Regions from separate parts of the Mus musculus genome. Here region 2 is linked to region 1. Evidence: chromatin contacts called from public HiChIP or PLAC-seq data. All regions are on one chromosome and are shown on one strand. The core of a region is the stretch at or near the end of the contact, and the rest is flanking DNA. Distances in the headings are between cores, read along the strand shown. Region 1 overlaps Fyn (Fyn proto-oncogene). Region 2 overlaps E130307A14Rik (RIKEN cDNA E130307A14 gene).

Region 1 (6,039 bases), core at 2,889-5,388:
TGGAGACAGCTGTAGTTCTTGCCTGTTTCTAGCTCTCTTTGAGAGATTCCAAATTTTTCCAAATAAAAGTTGAATAATTCAAACTGTCTGTTTGTCCTGATCATAAAATATCTTTATTTCCACCTTCCATCTTGATGTTTGGGATTTTCCAAACGAGGAAGCTAATAAGAGAGTAATTGAATCTCAGCATACCCATCCATACTTCCCCAAACTGCCCATTTCCCAGTCTCTTGATCAACTGCAGGGATTCTCGAGGGATTTCCCAGACATCTTTGGTTTTGACAGACAGATCGGTAAGCCTTGGCATCCCTTTGTGACAGGGAACTACTAGGCGGCAGCAGAGACCTGCGGCTCTCTCTGGAGGAGCAGGGCAGCGGTGAGGGAGAGAAGAGCAGAATATGTAACGACAACACGCACAGGCCACAGGAGATTCGACGCACATGAGCAAACATTTGCTGGAGGCAGATGAGGATGTGTCAGATATGGACACCGCTGTACCATCGGGCATGCTCGCTGCTCACAGGCACGGCCTGCTTTGGCTTCTGTGTACTTTAGTCTAATGAACTCGTATTCACTGCCTCAAATTCAAAATGCCCTTGCTACTTTCAAAAAGTACATATAAAAATAAAAACTGTCCCTGTCCCTTCCGGTATCTAGGGACTGAGGGACTCTCCCTGGTAAATGTCTGTTTAAAATGTGACTTTGGCATAGGAGCCTCCCACAGACCTCTGGTCTGTTAGAGCTAGCCGGTCTCAGGAGGACACCTGCAGCGGGAGAGGATGTCACATTCTCTGCAGTCCTTCTGACTCTACTGCTCCTGTGTGCTCACATTGCTTTTTTGCAATTTTCCACTAAAAGCAAACAAAAACAAAAACACGACCTTTTAAACAGCTTTCTATGCATAATTTAGGAGTCTGGATTTAAAGAAGTAATGGAAATTAACAACATTCACAGAAACTCAGTGACATGAAAAGCAGGGAAACAGTAGCTTCCATTCAGGTTACTGGGAACTTGGTCTTCCCCCACCCCTTCTTTTTGAAAAGAATATTCCTTTGAGAATCTAGCAAAGGTATGGGGAGACTGACTAAACGCCAACAGAGAGTAAGCAGGCAGGGAAAGATGGGGGCCAGAGAGACCCTGAACCGAGGGGGCCAAAGCCCCCTACGTCCCTGGAAGCCTCTTGGATTCTAAGCACAAACTGTGGCTGTCTCTTTTCTGGGAATTCTTAACTTACTTTTCATTCCTTTTTTTTTTTTTTTAAATCTGTTTCTGAGATGTTTAGGCAGGAAATTATTTATGTGTCGGTATTTCAAAGGCATTCTATGTGCAAGAGAGAAGAGGAAAGAGGAAAAGCCAATATAAAAACAAATCTAACTCAAGATGGATTTTTTTCCCTGAGATTAAAACTCGTCTAGGGTGCTTCACATCGGCTCCCTCCTTCAGCTTTATGATGTTATTAAGGTGCCCTTTCCAGCACACTATTTTCAAATGATCCAAACCCTGGGGACCCTGCGGATGTTTGCCTGTAATGAAATATATTTCAGCATTTGAAAAAAATCCTTATAACATACAGGCGTTTTGTGTATATCACTGAAGTGCAAGGAGGTTTTCTGCTCCATTTCTCTCAGTATTTCATTAGAATCCACATAGAGTGAGAGAGCTAATGCCCAAATCACTGGCTCAGCCACTGTTAATTTCTTAACTGCTCATCAGTGGCCAGAATCAGTACATAGGCATTTCGTATTGTTATTTTTAAAAGGCTACAAGTCTCTTTGGTGTGGCAGAAACAGCACAGGTATTTTTCAATGGTGGTAAAAAGGGTGTGGTGGCTCCGTCCGTAATCCCAGCATTTGGGATGCTGACACTAGAGGATTGCTCAAACTCTGAAAGTCCACCCTGGGCTACAAAGTGGATACTGGGCTCCCTAGGGCTACAAGTGAGACCTTACCTTGGAAAAAAGGAGGGGTCATGTACACATGCATTGTTTAGCAGGACACACTTGTTAACCAAGGAGGGCAAGCGGCACACACTAAACACTGCGCATAGAGCTACATATTTACATAAGACGCACATGAACGCACATACACCCAATAACTGAATGGCCAAGAACAGCAGAAGAACAGGATTATGGGACGTAAAGACAAAGTCTAATCTTTGTTTAAAGTCATCACAGTAGCCGGGTATGGTGGCGCACACCTTCAGTCTCAGCAGTAGGAGGCAGAGGCAGGGGGATTTCTGAGTTGGAGGCCACCAGGGCTATAGCGAGACCCAGTCTTTAAAAATTGAAAAAACAAAAACAAACAAACAAACAAACAAAAAACCAAGAAAGTCCAGGAGATGGAGGTAAGGGAGCTGTGGCCTCAGCAGGCAAGCTGGGGGGGGGGGGGGAGTGGGGGCGGGGCGGAGGGAACCCTGCAGCAGCACAGATTTTCTTCTACAGAGTGCAAGAATGTGCTTCCCTCTGCTGCGGTGAAGGATCAAGTGAGGCTCCCTGGGGGCCGTCTGAGCCTGCCTAGGGACAGCTCCTTTCCTCCTTTCCTCTCACAGTTCTGCATGGCAATGAAGGCAAAGGTAAAGAACGTGCAAGGATTTTTATTATGAAAATTAATATACAAATACAGCTTTCAAGATTTAAACTACTGCCTTCTACTGGGGGGAACTTCTGGAAAACACAGGAGGAAAATCCTATCTGGGGCAGAAGAGCAACAGAACCCCGGACTCCATCTGTCTGTCTGACTGTGGGGGTGGGCGGGCAGAGGACAGCTCTACCTAGTGACTCTGTCCCGTATCTCCTCCTCCTCCCTCACAGCCTCCAGTTTCTAACCGGTGACGGTGACGGTGACGGTGACGGCACTGGGGTTACCTGAGTAATGCTGTACCAGTTGCTGAAGTGTTTCAAACTGGGCCCGCGTTGTGATATAGTATCCACCATTGTCAAGCTTGCGGATTTTATAATGTTTGACGTGGTCCCCTTTCATATCATCCCAATCACGGATGGAAAGTGAGTAGGCACCTGGTAAACGTGCAAGCATTAGCCACACCAATCATCGGAGCCCCAGTCTGCTCTGCAGGCCTCATTTATGTGACTATTCTGATTAATAATTATTACAAACCATATGCGCACGCGCACACACACACACACACACACACACACATACGAAAGAGACAGATATATCTCCACTCTGTAACAGGACAAAGACAACTTTTGCTATCCTGCCAGTGTTCAGAGATGTTAGCAATACAGTTGACTTTGCTCTTGGAACTAAAAACTTCTGGTTTTTCTCAAAGTTTCCTTTCAGTTTCTTGTGTTGTCTAATATTGCACAGACCAAATCCCACTGGGATAGATGAAGAGCAGACTCCAGGTGAGCTTGCCTCCTGCTTTCATTTCCTGTGGCCTAGCTGAGAGGCAGGGATAGTGAGGGGCTGGGAGACAGGGATGGCATATGTGTGTGTGTGTGTGTGGTGGGGCTGTGGGTGTGTGTGTGTGTGTGTGTGAGGCAGGGATGGTGGGGGCAGAGGTGGTTGGTGGAGAGGCAGGGGTAGGGACAGAGGTGGTTGGTGGAGAGGCAGGGGTGGGGACAGAGGTGGTTGATGGGAGGCAGGGGTGCGGGAGGAACAGAGGGTGGGAACAAAAGAAATGGAAGTCTATCCCCTAGCAGGAAGCTCCAAAGCTCTGCTTGGCAATCTGCACAGGGACAGGTCACCAGTGTGTGGCAGCATGGTTCTCTGCCCCTCTGCCTGCTGAAGTGAGTTATTAAACAGAGGGAAGAGGAAGGAGTCCTCCACTAACAAAACAGAGTGGAAGGAAAGAAAAACAAATTTAAACTGGGTGGTGGTAGGGCAGGCAGACCTTTGATTTTAGCACTTGGGAGGCAGAGGCAGGTGGATCTCTGAGTTCAAGGCCAGCCTGGTCTACAGTGTGAGTTCTAAGACAGTTAGGGCTACACAGAGAAACACTGTCTTGAAAATACACACACACACACACACACACACACACACACCCCAAATCAAAAAGGTAAGAAAAACCAAGTTCCCGCCCTTCACTCGAACAGGAGAACAGGACGGAGTCTGAGCTGAGGCGGAAGCCTGGCCTCTGTTTCTGGAGGCGCCTCCCTCTGAGCCCGATCATCTCTGGGAGCTAAATGCAGTTCCAGCGTCTTCAGGGGAGCTGGAGAGCAGCAGGAGGCTCAGGCTAGAAGGCCCCGGACCAGGCAAGAGCCACGCCTTCCGATCCCAAAGACCTTCAGATCTGAACAGCACATCAGTTTTGCCCTCTCCTTAGCTTACCTTTGGTGGTTTCGCTCTCGCGGATAAGAAAGGTACCTCTTGGGTTTCCAAAGGACAGGAGCTGTCTCTCAGCATCTTTGCGGCCAAGTTTTCCAAAGTACCACCTTCAAGGGAGACACAGGCAAGAAAATAAATACACTTGTGACTGAGCAATGTAGCTAGCTTTTCCTCCACAAATTCCTTCGCCTCTAATGTTGCTTCCACTGCCCCAAACTAGTTTTTTCTAGCTTCATTCAGTCCTTTTTCAATCTTTCCTGATTCTATCCACTCTGCATCTCTTCCATTCTTAAAAAAAAAAAAATCTTGAATCATGGATTGTGTTCCTTCCCTCCAGGACGACAGGGATGTGTGTGTGAAATGCCACCTGCACGCACAGAGAGAAACCCACCACCTTGTTTGAAATGCCAACTGCAGGGGACGATTCCATAGCTCAGCTGTACGACCCTTGATTTCTGAGCATAATTACAACTCCTGGGAAATACCAAGACTCAGCTCTAGTATAAGGATCATCAATCAAGCATGATTTTTTTTTTAAAGGAGCCCACTCAGGATGGATAAAGAAGGAAGACAGATAACACTTCTACTTAGTCTCTACCTACAGGAATTCTGAAGACGGGAACTCAGCTCTACCCCTGATCTGAGATGGCTGCTGTTCTTGGAAGCCTGGTTTGATTTTCTCTCCCTGTCCAGCATTCGTGAGGAGCGTTTACCAAGTACCTGGCCTGTGCCCTGCAGTTGCGCTTCTCTGACACAGCTGCAGGGATTGCTTACTGCACATCTGAGAGAAAGCTGTGCACGGTTAATGGGCATGTCCATAAAAATGAGTCGGTGGTGCAGACATTTTAACATTCCCTTGCAACAGCACTGACAGCACACTTGTGCCGTGGCAGGAAGCCTCACAGGCCTCCTCAGGACCGGAATGCGTCTTTTGTCTCTCCACTTGAGCTGCTGAGTCCTAACCAACGCCCGGCAATCCGTTCACATTTCAGCACTGGATTGTATATGAGAGGATAAGTATGCCAAGAGCCCAAGGGAGAGTTCTGGAACATTCCACCAGAATCTGTGAGTAGGAGCAGCTTTCAGGACCAAACCATCACAGTATTCATCTATGAAAGCAAATGGTTTTAAAAATGAAGCTTCAATTCACCATGCCTGAATGTAGCTAGGAAGTTCACCATCAGATCCTTCTGTGAGTCAAAGAATTTCACCGAAGGAGCGTCACCTTCAGTGACTTGAGAAGTACCCAAACTCTCCACAATCCCAGCGTAGCAATAGCTGCTGTAAAGGATACGACACCAGCTATGTGAGAAATGTCTTTTTTTGGTTTGTATCAGTAACTCAATTAAAATGCTGTGTAAAACTGGTGAGAGGAAGGCCTGCAGAACAAGAGGTTACACTTAACCACACGCTGCTTGTGCAAAATACCGATTAATTGCACGTGTAAAAACCACAGGCTGTATTTTAAAAAGCTAACTTATACTCTAAAAAGCCCAAAATATTAAAAAAAAACCTTATCATTATAAATATGACTTAAATATGCACCCCCAAGTGGATTCTCAGTTAAATCAAAGGAATGTTACTTTGTAGTTAAGTTTTAAATTCCGAAAAGACACAGGAGATATTTACCAATCTGTCCTAAAAATTCAATACAAATACACATATTTCCTATTTTCTGATAATGAAACACACTAGTAACGAAGGGGGTAAAACAGCTCAAAACACAGTGCTGGAGAAGCAGAAACAGATCGAA
Region 2 (5,544 bases), core at 939-3,438, 150 kb before region 1:
CTTAGTTAGGGTTTTCATTGCTGTGAAGAGACACCATGGCCAAAGCAACTCTTATTAAGGACAGCATTTAATTGGGGCTGGCTTACAGGTTCAAAGGTCCAGTCCATTATAATCATGGTGGGAAGAATGGCAGCATCCATGCAGACATGGTGCTGAAGAAAGAGCTGAGAGTTCTACATCTTGATCTGAAGATACCCAGAAGGAGACTGTCTTCCTCAGGCAGCCAGGAGGAGGCTCTCAAAGCCCGCTCCCACAGTGACACACTTCCTCCAACAAGGCCACACCTCCTAATAGTGCCACTTGCCGTGGGCCACATATATTCCAACTACCACACCTTGATAAATACCCTGTGCCTTACTCTACCTTCACCATGCTGGTGGCCTTGAGTACAACACATCCTCTCAGAGCTTTGGTTTCTCCTGTTCCTCATCTAAAGATAATAATAGGGGATAATAATAGCACCCTGCAGGATCATTGTATAGAATAAGTTTGTGGACTGCATAAGGTTGCTAGTGTAATGCGTGGAGCACAGTAGACACCTATGTCTAAACATGCCTTTGTTTAGAATTCCTCAAAACCCTCAAAGAGGGGAGAGGGCATTACAATGGTAACAGTGTCTATTTATACTCTGCCCTTGAGTATATTCGGAGTCTGGAATTATATTCATATTTATCTAGGAAGCATCCCGTGTGGGCTTAGATTTTTCAAAATCTATGCTAATTATGATTCTTCAACGCTTCAACTTCCCTTCTAGCCCACCACCCAGACTCAGGAGAGAAGAAAGGCTAAAAGGAAATGGGGTTGTGGACAATTCAGAAAGAGTTCTTTGGGATGATTCCAGTCTTCAGTGTCAGCAGTCCAGTTCACTAGCAAACACCAACATGAATCAGTAATAGCAGCTCGAGGTGTCTGTGGACATTATTATTGACAAGGTACTTCTGAAGTAAGACTGGAGTGCCAGGAGATGTGTATGAGAGATGTGGGGTGGACCTCACTTTATGTGCCCTGCGGTGGGAGATGCCTGTGTTTCTACAGAGAAGCCAGGTAGGAGGTCAGGGTGCCAGGGCTGACATAGAAAGAGAAAATGGCCAGAAATTAGGTCAGAGAGACAGTAAAGGTCAACACCCTGCAGGATCATTGAGTGCTTTATGGACACAGACACATCAAGGCCTAGGATGAGAAAACTACAGTAAAATACACTAGCACAAGTTTCATTGACCACGCACTCTGACTACTCTGCTAATCTTAGTACAAGTGCTGGTTTGTTGGTGTGTTTGTTCAGTGCTGGGAACTGAACGTATGTCTTCATGCTCTACCCTGATCTATACTCTCAACCCTCGAGTGTTTTCTTTGTGGACCTCACATAACTTTTTAAGGTGGCAAAGACTATATTCCCAGTTTTCTAGCTAATGAAAACAGAAGACTAAAGAGAGTAAGTACCCTGAAGGTCACACAGCTAGGAAGGACAAAACCAGAGTCACCCCCAGGTAAATGTGACCACATTTAAAATAAAATTACTACATTCTCTTTCATGAATATCGAACTTCTTGAACTGATTAAAATTTTCCAGTATTTTGCTTTATAATTTCAAAGTTAATAAAACCTCAATTGTGCACACTAATATGCATGCTGGTGTATCTCTCTTTAGTTATGCAGTGGTTAGCTGGGAAATTTTATTTTATTGTTTACACGCTTACCCTAGCGCTATCTAAGTCATTGCTGTGTGATTTGCTATTTATAATTTATCCTTCTCTTTGTTATTGGATGAAACATCCTTTAAAGCATTCCACAGCAAGGTGAGCACAAGTCAGACCTGCAAAATTTTTGGATAAATAACTGCAAAGATTCATTAAAGAATAATGAAGGTTGGTTCACATAGTACCAGGGATGCCCAGTTTAGCAAACATAATCATTCCAAGTCACCTTCAGAGGCACCCAGACGCCAGCAGCTATTTGTTTTAAAACCATCTTTTAGGGAATAACAACAAAGATACCTCCTTTATTAAAGGCCCTAAAAGTAAAATCATGAATTCACTTTGCTGGATTTCGTTACTGCTACAATGGAAACAATAGACATTTAACACAGGGAACACAGATGCCTTTCAGTCCGCTGTGGCTTTAGCATTCCCCCATTGTAGCCAGCCAGAGTCCTTGGCTGCTGGGCCAGTTGCCTTTTGCATGCTGATTTTCCTGAGACAGTCACTCAAGAGTTCTTCCTCTGGAGCAGAGTGTGGTGATCTCAGCCCCTGTAGGGAGTAGGGAAGCGCAGTGTGGGAATGAAAACACTGGGGAACAATCTCTCACAGAAGAATCAGTAGCTTAGTCTCAGGTTAGGTTTTGGGCCCCCAGCAAACATAATACCTGTTAGATCCTTTCCCTGAAGGACCACAGCCAAGACTTAAGCAAACATATATTTGTTCTGGCACAATACTTTTCAGTGACTAAGTGAGGTACACGGATGCATTTTATGCACACGTGCAAACCATGTGTCTGTGTTCCCACACTCAAGTATTTATAGAACTCACAATAGGGAAAATGGTCAGAAAGGGTTTTTTTCCATAAGCGCTGTTGAATATTGTTTCTTCCACCACTCACAATCAAAGGGATTAATATGTTCCCAGAAATAGTATTATTGAGATACATGAAATAAAATTAGGAGATATTTGTTGCTGGCAATAAGCTTTAGGTAAGAGCTGTTCTGGTATTGAAACTGCATCAAATCTAAAATGGTTTTTTGAGAGTAAGTGGTTCTATGGTGTATCTTGAGGCTGGTCCCAATTAGGCATAAATTAGAGTGTGTCTCGCTTTTCAGAAAGGGTCAGGAAATCAGCACTTGGCCTTGAACTCTTCACCTCTGCCCCTGTTGACCGTAAGAATAAGCCATTCCTCTCTGTGAAAACTAACAGATGCAGCCAGGCTTTGCCATTCCTCTGCAGAAAAGAGCCAGAGTTGTCAGCCAGAGCCGGTCAGAAGGAAGTAGCTGAGGAACTGGGGACTTTTTGTAGAGTGACAGCTTTCTGTCCATAAAGAAAAAGTCTCTAAAGCCACCAATGTGAAAGTGACATACTTTAAAGTGTCCAAAGGAGGCCTCCAAAGCTACTGGAAGCCTGTGCTGTCCTTTCTCAGAGCCTATTTTCTGTTTTCCTCCCATTCTGCAGCACTGATCTGCGACACTCATTGGTACACTGGACAAATAATTCCCCCATCTTTATAGCCAGCATAAAGCTCACAGCTGTGGAGTCTTGGTAATCTTTGCTGTGATTAATTGCCAATTACAAACATTTGATGACTATTTAAAAACCTTCCTTAGATGACTTATGTAGCTGACATGTGTAGTTAGTTGAAAAACTGAGGCTATGAAGATGGGTGTCACAAAAAAAGCTGAAGTCAGTCAAAATGTCACACTTTTCTGATCTCTAATAGAGTATTTTGCGCTTTCAACACCTAAAACATACCTGTGCCTGAAGGTCCAACTCAGTTCCTGCCTCCTACCCAGTCAGTCCTTTTCCTGACAGTCCTCTCTGAGCCATCTCAGCAGCTGTAGTGGATTTGGATTTGCTATCAGATGTATCATTGATCCATGAACTTGTCACATCAAAGGTCAGGTCAGAGCAGAATGGCTGCGTTAGCCGCCCCCTCGCCCATTTCCTCAGCACCACCAGACGCATCCAAAGTTAACTTCAAGGTGGGCCACTTCAGTAATAGAGTTGTGAGCCGGTGGTTTGAAGTTTGTAAGTCACTGTTGTGTACCACCCACAGAAAGTGTGCAACCAGTGATGTGCCTTGTCATAGTCATTAGGAGATTAATTACTAGTGTATAAGGAGAGGGAAGGGAATCATTGGAATAGAGAAAAGAAAATACAAGGAGGAGGAAAAGAGATAGTTTGGAAAAGGCAAACCCAGATCCAGCCTTCTCATTCTGGGATAAGATGCATTTCCTGTTTTCATGACAAAACATGGAAAGACTCCTTCCAAATGCATTTCGTGAATGATTGCCGACCCATCTTGCTAATGCTTGCTCTTTAGGGAACTGCACAGAAATCATGCATTTCCAGTTTGAATTAGGAACTAACTGGAAAGGCAGTTGCTTTGTGAGAAACCAGTAAACGCAGAAGCCTCATAACACTGGAACATTGTGGCAGTGGGAAAAGGCAACTCAGAAGGAGGCTCACCTCTCCTGACTGGTCCTGCTCTCAATGACTGTGAGACTCTCACTCCACAGTCCCTGCTTCCCACTGGCAGCAGCTGAAGCAGCTCATTATGCATGTCTGTCACGTGGTCCACTCCATCACCCAAATCTAACTGGGAGAGTAAGTCACCCTAACAAGACCCTTCAGTACACTCTTAAAAACTACTTACAGATGGACTCTTCCTCTGTAGGGACACAAAGAGTTTCCTTGTGCTGTGCCACATGATACAGGAAATGCATTATCCCTGTCCCAATGCAGGCACATGAGGAGGAAGCCCATGAAAGGGCAGCAGCTCACAAAAGCCCACACAGCTTTAGGGGGAGTCCTCGGAGGGGCTCACAGGCCAGTTTATGATAAGGGCAGAGAAAATCCTGGCTCTGTGAAGCTCCATTCATTTCGAATGCTAATGTCCACACCGGGAAAGGGAACCACAGCAGCATTCAGCTTTGACACAAACACTGCTAATCCTTGTTAGTTAGATTGTCACCGACACCTGCCCCCACACCCCCAGCTTCGTGCTAGATCTCCATTTATCCTTACAGTTTGGGCCACTTTATATTCTGTTACTTGAAGGTGAGTTCTCCTTTTAGACCCTGGGATCTTGAAATGGGTTTCCATTAGCTTGAATGGACATTTCTGTAGAATTAATCTTTACAGGGTTAGATTTACCTGCCATTGTTAAATCTCCTGTCTCACACAGTGTGATCAAGCCATGGTTCATGCAGCTGTCCAGCTAATGCTGAGAATAGAACCTGTGTCCACTATTCTAGACACTGGGGATGCAGCAGGGAACAGAGTCCTATATTTATTTTTTGGTTTTGGTTTTTGGTTTTTCGAGACAGGGTTTCTCTGTGTAGCCCTGGCAGTTCTGGAACTCACTCTGTAGACCAGGCTGGCCTTGAACTCAGAAATTCGCCTGCCTCTGCCTCCCGAGTGCTGGGATTAAAGGCGTGCGCCACCAACGCCCGGCTGAGTCCTATATTTATATAGATAAAAATTTAAAGAGGAGAGACAGAAAACAGATAAATATGTTAGTCAGGGTACATTACACTGGTTGGTGGCAGTAAACACGCTTGTATCTCAGAGGTTGAAGCAAAAAAAAGTTTTAGTCCTCATCAAAGAGTGGTCACTGAAGGTCAGAAGGAGGGACTTTCCTCTGGGTCACTTCCACATGGCACCCAGGCCATCCAGAGAACCACCAGGGGGTAAGGCTAGTCTTAGGGAGAATATCAAATGATACACGGATTCTCAAAGCTTATAACTGATACATGGCATGTCTCTCATTTTCAGGGCCAAAAGAAGCCATAGGGTTACAGCCAGCTACAGAGGGCCAGAAAGTGTAGTCATACCACAT

The links. HiChIP or PLAC-seq counts read pairs in DNA pulled down with a chosen protein or histone mark.
Region 2: a contact with region 1 is called in an H3K27ac HiChIP or PLAC-seq map of embryonic stem cells, with 5 read pairs. The contact joins two enhancer-like sites. A contact is called at or near these places in 4 of 484 Hi-C or Micro-C datasets (ECoMG myeloid progenitors, embryonic stem cells, myocytes and 1 more), 1 of 115 datasets of contacts at active chromatin or transcription factors (embryonic stem cells) and 2 of 9 other capture datasets (adipose tissue and pancreatic islet).

What each region holds. Positions count from the first base shown.
Region 1 is chr10:39,523,755-39,529,793 of GRCm38.p6, reverse strand. It overlaps Fyn (Fyn proto-oncogene), which reads right to left. Exons shown (of 14, transcript NM_001122893.1): 7 at 4,290-4,393; 8 at 2,864-3,013; 9 at 193-357. Among named protein-coding and RNA genes, the nearest start is that of Gm40627, 64 kb to the left of the region's middle. Within about 2 kb of position 4,138, at least 9 of the 459 cell types and tissues checked have an H3K27ac peak or open chromatin away from gene starts, as enhancers often do. A contact at or near this core is called in embryonic stem cells, where this site is marked.
Region 2 is chr10:39,671,620-39,677,163 of GRCm38.p6, reverse strand. All of the region lies in intron 2 of E130307A14Rik (RIKEN cDNA E130307A14 gene), which reads left to right. Among named protein-coding and RNA genes, the nearest start is that of E130307A14Rik, 58 kb to the left of the region's middle. Within about 2 kb of position 2,188, at least 41 of the 459 cell types and tissues checked have an H3K27ac peak or open chromatin away from gene starts, as enhancers often do. A contact at or near this core is called in embryonic stem cells, where this site is marked.